2 separate regions of the Sus scrofa genome follow, and region 1 is linked to region 2. A link is a contact called in public HiChIP or PLAC-seq data. All regions are on one chromosome and are shown on one strand. Each heading gives the region's core, a stretch centred on a gene start, on an enhancer-like site or on the middle of the called end of the contact. The rest is flanking DNA. Distances are from core to core; before and after follow the strand shown. Region 1 overlaps MAP3K1 (mitogen-activated protein kinase kinase kinase 1). Region 2 has its middle 58 kb from the start of MAP3K1.

What was found. HiChIP or PLAC-seq counts read pairs in DNA pulled down with a chosen protein or histone mark.
Region 1: a contact with region 2 is called in an H3K27ac HiChIP or PLAC-seq map of alveolar macrophages. The contact joins two enhancer-like sites.

The regions. Positions count from the first base shown.
Region 1 is chr16:35,896,141-35,902,033 of Sscrofa11.1, forward strand. The region is part of intron 1 of MAP3K1 (mitogen-activated protein kinase kinase kinase 1); the gene reads left to right. Among named protein-coding and RNA genes, the nearest start is that of MAP3K1, 27 kb to the left of the region's middle. Within about 2 kb of position 4,126, at least 14 of the 83 cell types and tissues checked have an H3K27ac peak or open chromatin away from gene starts, as enhancers often do. A contact at or near this core is called in alveolar macrophages, where this site is marked.
Region 2 is chr16:35,811,262-35,817,055 of Sscrofa11.1, forward strand. No RefSeq gene overlaps it. Among named protein-coding and RNA genes, the nearest start is that of MAP3K1, 58 kb to the right of the region's middle. Within about 2 kb of position 2,805, at least 13 of the 83 cell types and tissues checked have an H3K27ac peak or open chromatin away from gene starts, as enhancers often do. A contact at or near this core is called in alveolar macrophages, where this site is marked.

The sequences.
Region 1 (5,893 bases), core at 2,876-5,375, 86 kb after region 2:
GTTTCTGTTTTTCAGTTGAAAGTTTGAGATTGAGCCAGAATGCTAATGCATTTAGTCAGTTATTTGGTTAAAAAGAATTTCACATGCATGCTTATTTAAAGTTACTGAAAAAAAAAGAAGAGTTGCTGTCATGTTTTAAAACAAAACTAAAACAATAATACAATTTATATATTGCAAGTTAGTTCTTTGCCACATTTGCATTCAGATTATGCTTTTATAGTTGAATTCATTAGGATTAGAAAAATGTTAGGGTGAAACTGTCTTTTGAAGCATTATCATGCTAAATTATAAGTCACAACCTGCCAGTTTAAAATAAATGCAATTATTTGGTTCTTCTAAATTGTAGCTTTTGCTACAGTGGAAAAAAAAAATGGCATATTTATGAACACCTACAGATTCCACTGAAATGAGAACACATTATTTAGATAGACTGAAGGTAATGATTCAGGCTATATTTGGGACAGGCTATCAGAATTAATGTGCCTTCTCTTCTTTCAAGTGATTAGTGAGCAGATGACATCTTTGATGGTAATAGTTGCCTAAGTTACATTTTTAAGGAAAGAGTGCCACCTACTGAATGAAGTCTTTTTTTTTCTTCCTTCCCATTCTATTCCTAGAATGTTCTGTCACTTTGTATCACTTTCTCCAACTGTGTGCTATAGTTAATTCCCATTGGTAATTTATGCCAGACAGTGGAGTTAGAGTCACACCTGATCCCATCTCCAGTAGATAGGCTAGGGTGGCTAGTATTCTTAGAGGGACTTTGTGTCTCCAAAGACAGTCATGGAAGCAAAACCTAAACATAAGCATGAATCAGCGCTTTGCAAGTTTCAAAACCTTCCCCTGGAAGTTCCCTTGTGGTGCAGCAGGTTCAGGATCCAGTGCTGTCACTGTAGCCCCTTGGGTCGCTGCCATGGCCCAGGTCTGATCCATGGCCTGGGGAACTTCCACATGCGTGGGTGCAGCCAAAACAAAACAAAACAAAACACCTCCTCATTTTTTAAATGTATTCACTGGCTGAGGTTTTTGTTTGTTTTGTCTTGAGATGAGTATATGGACATTCAGTGAATAGGAATGGTGAGCAAATGGTTGGAAAGAAATTTTTCTAACAAATAATTAAAGGGAATTAAGGAACATATGACACTGGTCAAAAGCTACTGGGGAGACCTCAGTCTCCTAGAGGATATTAGTACAGAGATTGTTTGATCACAACTTGGCCATAGGTCACTTGAGGAGATTCCTGAGGTCAAGCTGCAAATCCAAATACCTACTTCAGAGTAAACCCTGTGGTACCTTTTGGTAGACTTTATTTGGGAATTTTCACATGGCTGCTATTTGTAGTTTATTAGCACATTTGTGGCTTAATACATTGATAGGCATCGATTGTCTCTAGCTTTTTCCCTTGCTCATAGGACTGTGTAAGTAGAGAGTGATTTTTTTTTTTTTAAAGGAGGTGAACTGTATGCTAAAGTGATTTACATTTGCTGTTGTAGACAGATGAGAAAGGATTCTCACATTTTAAAACTGGAAGTCACTGGATTATAGATGTACAAAGAATATTTTATGCAAAGAGACTATTGGGAGGTACTCTGCAGATTTAGTAATTAGAGTTTGTGGATCCCGTTGAGCTTTGTATTTTTGACATTATGTTTCTCTTGTGGGACTGTAGCTTTTACGTAGAAGCATTAATAAAAAAATAATAATGTTCATTCTGGATGGCCCTGAAATACCATCTTGTGGTCTGATCTTAGTTGGTAAATTCTTAAACTCTAGAAAGGTTACAGCTGGTTAATGACTAGTTACGACTGGGCTCTGAATCTCCAGACTCCCTAATCCTATTATCTTTCTTTGGTTCCATAAAGCCTCCCACAAGTATTTATTCAGTAGCACTTTTTTTTTTTTTTTTTTTTTTTGGCCACACCTGCGGCATGTGGAAGTTTGTGGGCCAGGAATGGAACCTGCACAACAGCAGCAGCCCAAGCAGCTGTGGTGACAGCACTAGATCCCTAACCCGCTGTGACAAGAGAACTCCCAGCACATGTTTATTTTTAAGGAAATATTTCAACCATACAGAAAAACACAGAGGGAAAATATTAGAGAATAGTCTAGTGAACAGCATAAAACCTTTGCATGTGTTTAACAAATGTTAATATTTTACCATAGTTGCTGCAGTTGGGTGTGTGTGCACTTTAAACAAATGAATATTAAAGGCATAGTTGGAGCCACCTCTTTCTTCTTACCTCTGTCTTTGCACCCCAGAGTCAATGAGTAGCCTTGATGAGCAGCCAGTCTTCACATTCCAGATGTCTCTAGTCAACATTGTTACCTCCTTGAAACTAGAAACAGTAGTTGTATTTTGCTATTTTCATCTGTTTTTTCAACTAACATGATGTTAAAAGAAAGTATGAAGAACATAGACTAAAAGGAGCAGAGACCTGGTTTTGAAACTCAGAATTCCCACTCGCTATGGGTCCTTAGGCAGGTTCCTTAATCTTTCTGCAAGAGTTTCTTTGCCTGCCCAACAGAGACAGTGTGTCTTACCTTGTAGGCTTTTGTGAAACTTGGAACTACTTGTATGGATGGCACCTAGCGTAGTACCCAGTACAGAGGAGGCTTCATAAAGAGTAGCAGCAGCAGGAGTTCTCATTGTGGCTCAGCAGAAACGAATCTGACTAGCATTCTTGAGGACACAGGCTTGATCCCTGGCCCCAACTCCATGGGTATAGTAAAGACTACTGAATAGTACACTTTAAATGGGTGAATTGTATGGTCTGTGAATTATATCCCAATAAAGTTGTTTCCTATACCACCACTAGAATACTTTTCTTGTGAAAGACAAAAAAAAAAAAAAAAAAAAAAAAACTTGAGAACTAATTTACACTGTAGAAAAGCTGCCAAAGGTTAAGAATTTACAGATAAATTTACCATAAAATGCTGAATAAGAAAACGTGACCTGGGAGTAAAAGATACATCCTATTTGGAGTTCTGCTGTGGCTCGGTGGTAATGAACCTGACTAGTATCCATGAGGACACGGGTTCGATCCCTGGCCTTGCTCAGTGGATTAAGGAACCGGCATTGCTATAGGCTTCGGTGTAGGTTGTAGACGAGGCTCAGAACCCCTGTTGCTCTGGCTGTGGTGTAGGCTGGTGGCTATAGCTCCAGTTCGACCACTAGCCTGGGAACTGTCATATGCTATGGGGGCAGCCCTAAAAAGACAAAAACAAAACAAAAAAGAGTAGCAGCAGCAGCATAAATACTGATAGTAGTAGTTGCAGTAGTTATGTTTATTTTGTGCTTCCCATATACTTGGCACTGTTTTAGTGCTTCATCCACCATGTTCGTTCATTTTAAAACTATGAGATGACCTTGCTGTTCAGTGGGAAAATTAAAAAATAAATAAATAAAATAAATAAATAAATAAAACTATGAGATGAGAACTATATGCAAAGGGCTTAAAACAGTGAAAGACACATAGACTATGTACACCATAAATACTGGCTATTATCTGCATTTTACACAGGAAGAAATTAGGGGGGTGAACTTCCTTGTAAGGATTTTACCTATAAACTTATTTTAATCCTAATAGCAACTCTGTTTGGTAGGAATTATTATCCCTTTTACAGTGAGGAAGTTGAGATACAGAGAGGTTAAATAACTTGGGCAAAGCCATATAGCTAGTAGGTGTCAGACCTTGGATTTGAACCCAAGCCTTCTAGCTGTAGAACTCATGCCATTGTTCACTGCTGTATGTCTTGTGATGATGTTCGTGGTATGGCTTCTTTATCTATCCTCTCCTAGAAGCATAGCTTTCAGGTTATGTCATCTCTGTTGAATAAGAAGCCCTTTTGATTTTGTCGTGTATACAACTGAGACTTTACTGGTTTTGGTGGCTATTAGCCAGTAAGTGTCCCTAATAGACCCTCCCCCCATACTTTCTAAGTTCCCCCATGTGGGCCTGGTATGTGCCAGTGAATGAATTTGGTCAGTTCCTTGTAGCCATCTCTGTGCAGCACTGGTTCCTCACCCATCACCCTCACTTCCTTCAGCCACATTGGTCTCACTGCCTCTGCTGTGCACTGCTTCTGCCCTGACCTACTTCCCACCAGTCATTGCCAGGAGCACTGTCATCCGTGCTGAGAACACACGAGTGCTCCCACTGTGCCAGAGCTCCATGGGTTTGCAGTGAAGGGAGGACCATGCACCAGGTTCCTTTTTTAGTTCATATTCTCGGGCTTTCCTCTAGGCATAGAGAGATTTGTAGAGAAAATGACTTGTCAGGGGTTTTTTTGGTTTTCGTTTATGAGTCTTTTTTTTTTTTTTTTTTTTCCCACTGATGTCTTTGTGTTTATCCCAGACCAAAGTCCTTGGCAGAGAGTGAGTGGACTAGGCAGGAGCAAATCTTAGTGACACTCTCTGGCCTCTGTTGTGGTTAGATTGGACCACGTTTGAATGTCTCACACCCACTTCTCTTAGGATGAATTCGTACCAGGTGAATTTACCCATCTCTAGCTGGCTGTCAGGTTATCTTTTTCCCTCATATTTTGATTCTTGGAGCTTTAGTTGCACTGAACACAGTTCCTGAATTTTATGATAGCTTAAGAAGTCTTAAATAGTAAGACATTAAAATAGCTGATGTTCATCTTCTCTGGATTTTTCTTTTCAGATCTCTTGTCTAATTTGAGTCAGAAAGTTCTATAGAGATGATCCAGTACAGACTGCTTACGGTATCTTCTAAGAACCACTACTCTATTAAAGGTGTTTTGCTAAAAAAGGACTTCTGTGCCAAATAAGCGTGAGGAGTGCTGCATACCTTCTGGTTTAACACCCCCCCCCACCCCCAGCCCCTGCAAAGTATGCTGCACACAGGTCTTTGAATAAGCTTGTTATAACTTTGGTGTTTCCTGAACAGCAGAATCATAAACTGTTTAGTATTCTATAGAATGTTGTTTTCATCAAAGCTGGTCAAGAAAATTTTTCAGCCTTCATCTGCTCTTTGCTTATCAGTTCTGTTCGTTCCTTTAAAATTATTTAGGCATCATCTTCTCTGTAGATCTTTCTAGGACTTCCCTAAATGAAATTAAGGAGGGAAATCCACTCCATACTTGCAACCCTTTATGATATATCAAAATACTTTTATTATAGCAGAACTGGCATCTGTTTTCGCTGTTCTGCTAGACTCAGTGCCTAGAGAAACAGAGATCTTGTTTTATCTTTTCTTTATCCCACTTTGTATTTATATCTGTTGCCTAGCCCCGAGCTTACACATACTAGGCATGCCAGCAGTCAGTCATTGAACACAGTGGTTTTCTAGCATTAAAAGCATGGAGAAGAAAAGCTAAGTTTGTCAGGAAGTCATTCTTCCTCATTATGAGCATCCCAGTTAACATGACTTTCCACCAGCTAGAAGGAAGTACTATAGAAATAGTACTAGCTGTTCTACTGGGTTTGCAAGAAATCATTTTCCTAGCAAAGTCTGTAAGAGGGCTTTGTGCTCTTAATTCAGCCCTATATGCCTTCTTCTCCATTCATCTGGGAATATTAAAAACAATCCCAGGGATTTTATTAACATAGAAGGTACTCAGAATGTTACATTTTAAACTTTAAACCACTTTCTTAAACTAGGGGAGGGAAAATATATAGTTAACAGACCACTTTCCTGTTATGAGCTTTGTTCATTTAATCTTTTGGAATACTGAGACTGAGCTGCCACATTTCTTTCAAAATAATTCACTTGGTAAAAATGTAGTCACACACCCATTGGAAAGGTTTCAGAGAAAAACATACATCAGAACCCCCACAACATTGACTTGGGATCTTGATGAAAGCGAAGGTGGTGAAGGAGCAGACATCTTTTCCCCCTGGAATACCTGCTCTGTATCATGAATTATGTAT
Region 2 (5,794 bases), core at 1,555-4,054:
TCCTGTGGATTGAAGGTGGGGCCAAGTCTCCAGGAAGAAGGATCCAGCCCCACTGCTAAGGAAGTGCAGGCCCTGGTGAGCCTTTTGAAGTTCTGGAGACAGCATATCCCACATTAGGGATGCTTTGCCAGCCCATATACTGGGTCATACAAAAGGCTGCCAGATAGTTGTATGGCCTAGATCAGAAAAGGTTCAGGCTATGGTAAGGGTAGCCCTGCCAGTAGGACCATGTGATCTGCAGACACTATGGTGCCAGAAGCATCCATAAAAGATGATGCTGTATGGAACTGATAGCAAGTCTCAGTGGAAGAATTATGCTGCAGACATGTACAGGTGTTACTGTCTGGGTTCCCTGGAAGCAGGCACTGAGACAATCTATGAGTATGGTAAATGGGATACTTTCAACCCTGCCACTAGGGTGCAATATTGAAAGAAATTAGGCCAAAATACAAACTTTATAGGAAGCATATATCAAGTATATCTATATGATGTTTCTGTATTTAAAGAAATTACTCCCAGAAACAGACAGTTCATTATTTCCCCCACAAAAAATGTTCTGAAGACTATTGCCATGATCCACTCCATGTGCCTTTCATAGGAAGAGGCCACTGTTCTTTATCTTTCCAAAGTCACGCAAAACCCAACACCTGAGAGCCGGTGTCAAAGCCTGATCCTTGTATTTGCTAATGAAGACTGTCAACCAGAGAATCACAGAATACTTGGACTAGAAAGGATTCTGCAAGTCTTTTCCACATCTTCCTTAGAAACTATGCATGGACCTAAGAAGTCTGCTAGAGTCTTTGAAGAAAGGTTTCCTCCCTGATAAAAAGACTCACAAGGAAATAATACCCCAACTTCTCTTCTTCGATCTGATGGACTCTTGACACTTAGGACTTTGGCAGCCACATACAACTGTCAGGAGAAACATCATGCTAAAGTTGACAGTGCAGTAAGACAAAGAGCCCATGTTTTTTAATATCTCATTGAGTTGTTGAACCAATCCATGAAATAACCTTAAATCCAGAATTTTGATTTTAACATAATATGGAGTTATTTTTGGAGTTCTATTGTGGCTTGGAGGAAACAAACCTGACTAGCAGCTATGAGGATGTAGGTTCTATCCCTGGCCTTGCTCATTAGGTTAATGATCCCTCACTGCTGTGAGCTGCGGTGTGGGTCGCAGACGCTGCTCGGATCTGGCCACACTGTGGCTGTGGACCAGGCTGGCAGCTACAGCTCCAATTCAATCCCTAGACTGGGAACCTCCATATGCCATGGGTGCGGCCCTAAAAGGCAAAAAAAGATTTTTTTTAACTTCTTTATTTTTAAAGTCATTTTTATACTTGGATTTTTTTTTTTTTTTTTTTTTTTAATGGCCACATCCATGGTATATGGAAGTTCCTGGGCCAGGGACTGAATCTGAGCCACAGCTGCAGCAACTGTGCCTGGCTGGGGATCAAATTCACACCTCCACAGCGCCCCACCCCACTGCAGTCAGATTCTTAACTCACTGCTCCACAGCAGGAACTCCTATACTTGGATATTTTGATTCTTAGCCAAAGTACCCTGACTGTGGATTATCTAATCCAACAGTCTGGTTTCACAGATAAAGAAACTGAGACTCTGAGTAAGTAACTTGCTCAATGCCCACAGTGATTAAATGGCAGAACTACAACTCAAATGCTGGGGTCCCAATTCTAGGACACTTTGCACCAAATCTTAGAGAACATTCCAGCCCAAGTTGAAAGGAAAAGAAGACCAAAGAGAGGCCTGGTAGGCTCTGAGGGAGCAATCTCAAGCACTCAGGGAGGGAGGGCTTTTGCTAGTGAGTGAGGATTCCACCAGCACAAGGTTCCAGCTAACTGTGAGTGACTGTCCTCCCATGTTCCCGACCTCTTAGCCCACCCTTGTGTCCCCAGAAAGCCAATCAAAAATAAACATTGACCATGTCACTGTCCTAGATACATAAAAATAACATTACTGTACATGACCAAAAGTGAACCAGATTCTCTGAATTTTTTTCAACTTCCAAAAATAGTTAGGACTTTCTGCCAAAGAGAATGGGGCTTGAATTCCCATGAAAAAACATCAATCCAAGGCATTTGCTCCAGTGTAGAAATAATTAAATACATTCTAAAGAATGGAATTCTCAGTGCTCTCTCACCCGACAGCTTGTTTTTTGAAAGAAAAGGGGGAAAAACATGTGGCAACCATGACATAGTGAAAAGCTTGGAATCAGGAAACCTGGTTCTAGCGGAAGGACACTTTTGCCATTCTTTTCAGTCACCCAGGATCCCAGTGGAAATCTCTCATTGTGTAAGTTTAAAAGGCCAGATGCTGTTTTCCCAGCCTCCTTTGCAGCTAGGATTTGGGCATGTGGCCTAAGTTCCACTGATGGTCAATTTGATATGTCAACTTACTAGGCCATGGGGTGCCCAGATACTTGGTTCAATGATACTCTGGGTATATCTGAGTATGTGTCTGTGAGGGTGTTTCTGAATGAGATTAACATCTGAATCTGTAGACTGAGTAAAGCAGGCTGCCTACCCCAATTTGGGTGTGCCTTGTCCAGTCCATGGAAGGCCTTGATAGAATAAGAAGGCAAATAAGAGAAATTTCCTTCTGCCTGAACTTCTTCAAGCTGGGACATTGGTCTTTTCCTGCTTCAGACTCAGATTGGAACTCACACAATTGGCTTTCCTAGTTCTTAAGACTTTGATCTCAGACTGAAATACAATCAGCTCTCCTGAGTCTCCAGGCTTGCCAACTGCCACCCCTGGGACTTCTCCGCCTCCATAACCACATGAGCCAACCATTTATAATCAACTATATAAGACAGGCTGGGATCTGAGACCCTTTGCTGCAGTGACTGTGGTGCTTGCCCCCGGACAAACATCTCCTTGAGCAATAAAATACAAAGAAACTATAAGGGATAAAAAAGAACTGTGTACATGTGCAATTGGGGAAAATTATGGATAAGAAGATACAAAAAAACCTCTAAAACCCCAAGTGCCACTTCTGAAGAGCCAAGAGCAAAAGCAGGGTGTCAGAAGGAAAAGGAGAGTACTATGCACGCCCCCTACACCCACCACCAAGGAAGTGGGCAAACCACCTAAGCCACCCCTCTGGCCCAACCTCTGGCCCGCCCCTGCCCTTACTCCATAGAAAGAACCAGCTGTCCTCCCTCCCCCCAGGGAGTGAGCAAACCAGGAAACTTGATGTTTGTTTTCACTCCCTGCTGCTGCAGCAGAAGCCTCAATAAAACCTTGCCTGAATATTCCTGTCTGGCCTCTTATCAATTTCTATTGATTAAGGAGGTCAAGAACTCTGAACAGTAACACATTATGTAGAGGAAATATACAAAACAGTTTTTTTTCTGTTTCTTTTAAGTATGCATATTAATATATTCACCAGTCAAAAGCGCTTCCCCAGAGGAACAGGAAGCCAGTGTTAGGGAAGAGAAGAGGAAGGAGAAGAGAACTGATTAGACACTCTCGGTTGAGATTTCACCTGGAATCACAGGAAAAGATCCTGGATCTTTCCAAAAAGACAAAAGGTATGGGGCTTTTGTTTTCTCTCTCAGTTGAGGCACTGGATATTACTGATTCCCAAGCCAGTCTTTGACTCTCACCCAGACTGGAACCTCCATGAGGAGAGAAACTTCCCTGACCTGCTCACCACTATCTCCTCAGCACCTACCCCAGGGCCTGGAGCCCAGTATCTGCTCAAAAATGTTTGTAAAATGAAGTCCACTTTGTATAAGACACATTAGCCATTTCCTGCAAAATAGCATTTTGTTTTGAGACTTTTATACTGACCAAATAACCCTTCTCAATTTAGGAACTTTAAGGGACACTCGGGTAAGAGAAGCATAATAATGACTAAAGAGGTTTAGATTTGGAATTAACTTTGGGCGTGACTTTGACTGGAAGAAGTCACAAGGCTGCACAGTTCTCTAATCATAAAGAGTGTAGTGAGAGGCGCTGTGGCTGGAAGGTGATATCCTCCAATCATGCATATTCTCATACTTTGTACCAAGATGTACTGGGATATGTGGTGTCAAGACCTACCTGGACCACCTCCAACCAGACACTCTCAGCAATGGCTCAACTCTCATTCCAGTCTCGCTTGTTATATTTTGTTGCTGGTGCAATTAAAAGGTGAAAGGAAGACCAAGGGAGCAAGACTATTGCCCCTTTACATTTAGCATATAATGAAGTCTTACCTTTTTAACTACCTCTTGGCATGTTTATAAGACTCCAACAGAGTTTTAGTTCAAAAGATAGCAGAAGCTTCAAGCTAGATTTGTACAGAAATTGAAAATGTAGCTCCTTTTCTCAGAATTGTCCTTCTTCAGGCCAGCATGCAGGTGTGACAGTAAAAAAAAAAAAGGCAGGGCACACATAGACCCTCGACAGTGCTGAATTGGAACAGAAACTTCTAGGCTGATCCTGAGTGTCCTAAAAAGCTTTAGTGTGTGACAAATAAGAACAAATGCTTATGAGCATACATTACTTGCCAATCACCGTCCAGGCACTTTACATGTATTAACTCTGACAATCCTCACAAATCTCAATAAGCACGTTACCGTCATCAGACCCATTTTACAGATGAGGCAAGGCAGGTCCAGGGGAGTAACTTGCTCCAGTTTGCACAGCAGGGAAGGGAGGAATCAAGATTTGAACTCATACATCTGGCCCGAGTCTGTGCCCTTAACTACCCAAGTGAACACTTACCAGAAAATTCAGGGCCTCCTGCCACAGATAACATGGTGCTGTGTGGAGCAAGTAAAATTGTACAGGTCATATTAACTATCTCGGTTTTAGTTAATTTGGAAGAGGAAACAAAGCATACCTGAGAAATACCTTATTCAAGTTCCTACTGTGGCTCAGCAGGTTAAAGATTCCACATTGTCTCTGTGGCAGTGTGGGTTTGGTCCCCAGCCCGGTGCAGTGGATTAAGGATCTGGCGCTGCTACTGCTGCTGGTACAGGTCACAGCTGTGGCTGGGATTTGATCCCTAGTCCCGGGACTTCCATATGCTGCAGGTATAGTCAAAAAAAGAAAAAGGATAAAAAGAAATGTCTTATTATCTACAATTTGAGGCACACTTCCATTGAAAATGACACACACGGAGCACAGAGGATTCTAAAGCAGTAAAACTAAGACATATGATACTGGATTACACATTTGATAAAACCCACAGACTGTACAACACCAAGCTTGAACCCTAATGTAAACTATGGACTCTGGGTAATAGGTAACACATGTACAACATGCTGGTGGGAGGTACTGGTAGCGAGGGAGGGAGCTATACATTCTTGGGGACAGGAGTCATAAAAGAAATCTCTGTTCCTTCTGCTCAGTTTTGCTGTGAACATAAAACTGCTCTAAAAAAATAAATGTTTAAACTCAAAATTTAAAGGAGCTGCGGGGAAAAAAGTGATAACAAAAGTAAAAATAACTAATGCTCTGTGTTTACTGTGTGCCTGCTGGCTGGAAGTTCTAAGAAACCACATGAGTCAATTCATTCAATCCTCACTATGACTAAATGAGAGACCATTTTTAATCCCCTTTTACAGATGAGGGAGCCCTGGTGCAGAGAAGCTGCACAAGTTACCGAAAGTCACAGCTAGTAAGTCGTGGCACCAGACTTTGGACCTGAGCTCCAGAAGCCACACTCCTAACCTATTGTCCCCTGCCTGGTTGTGTGGCAGTTGGGGACAGCTTAGGGTGGAAGGATGGCTTCTCACCATGGGCATGGGTGGGTGGGGAGGAAGGAGTCCAGAGTGGAA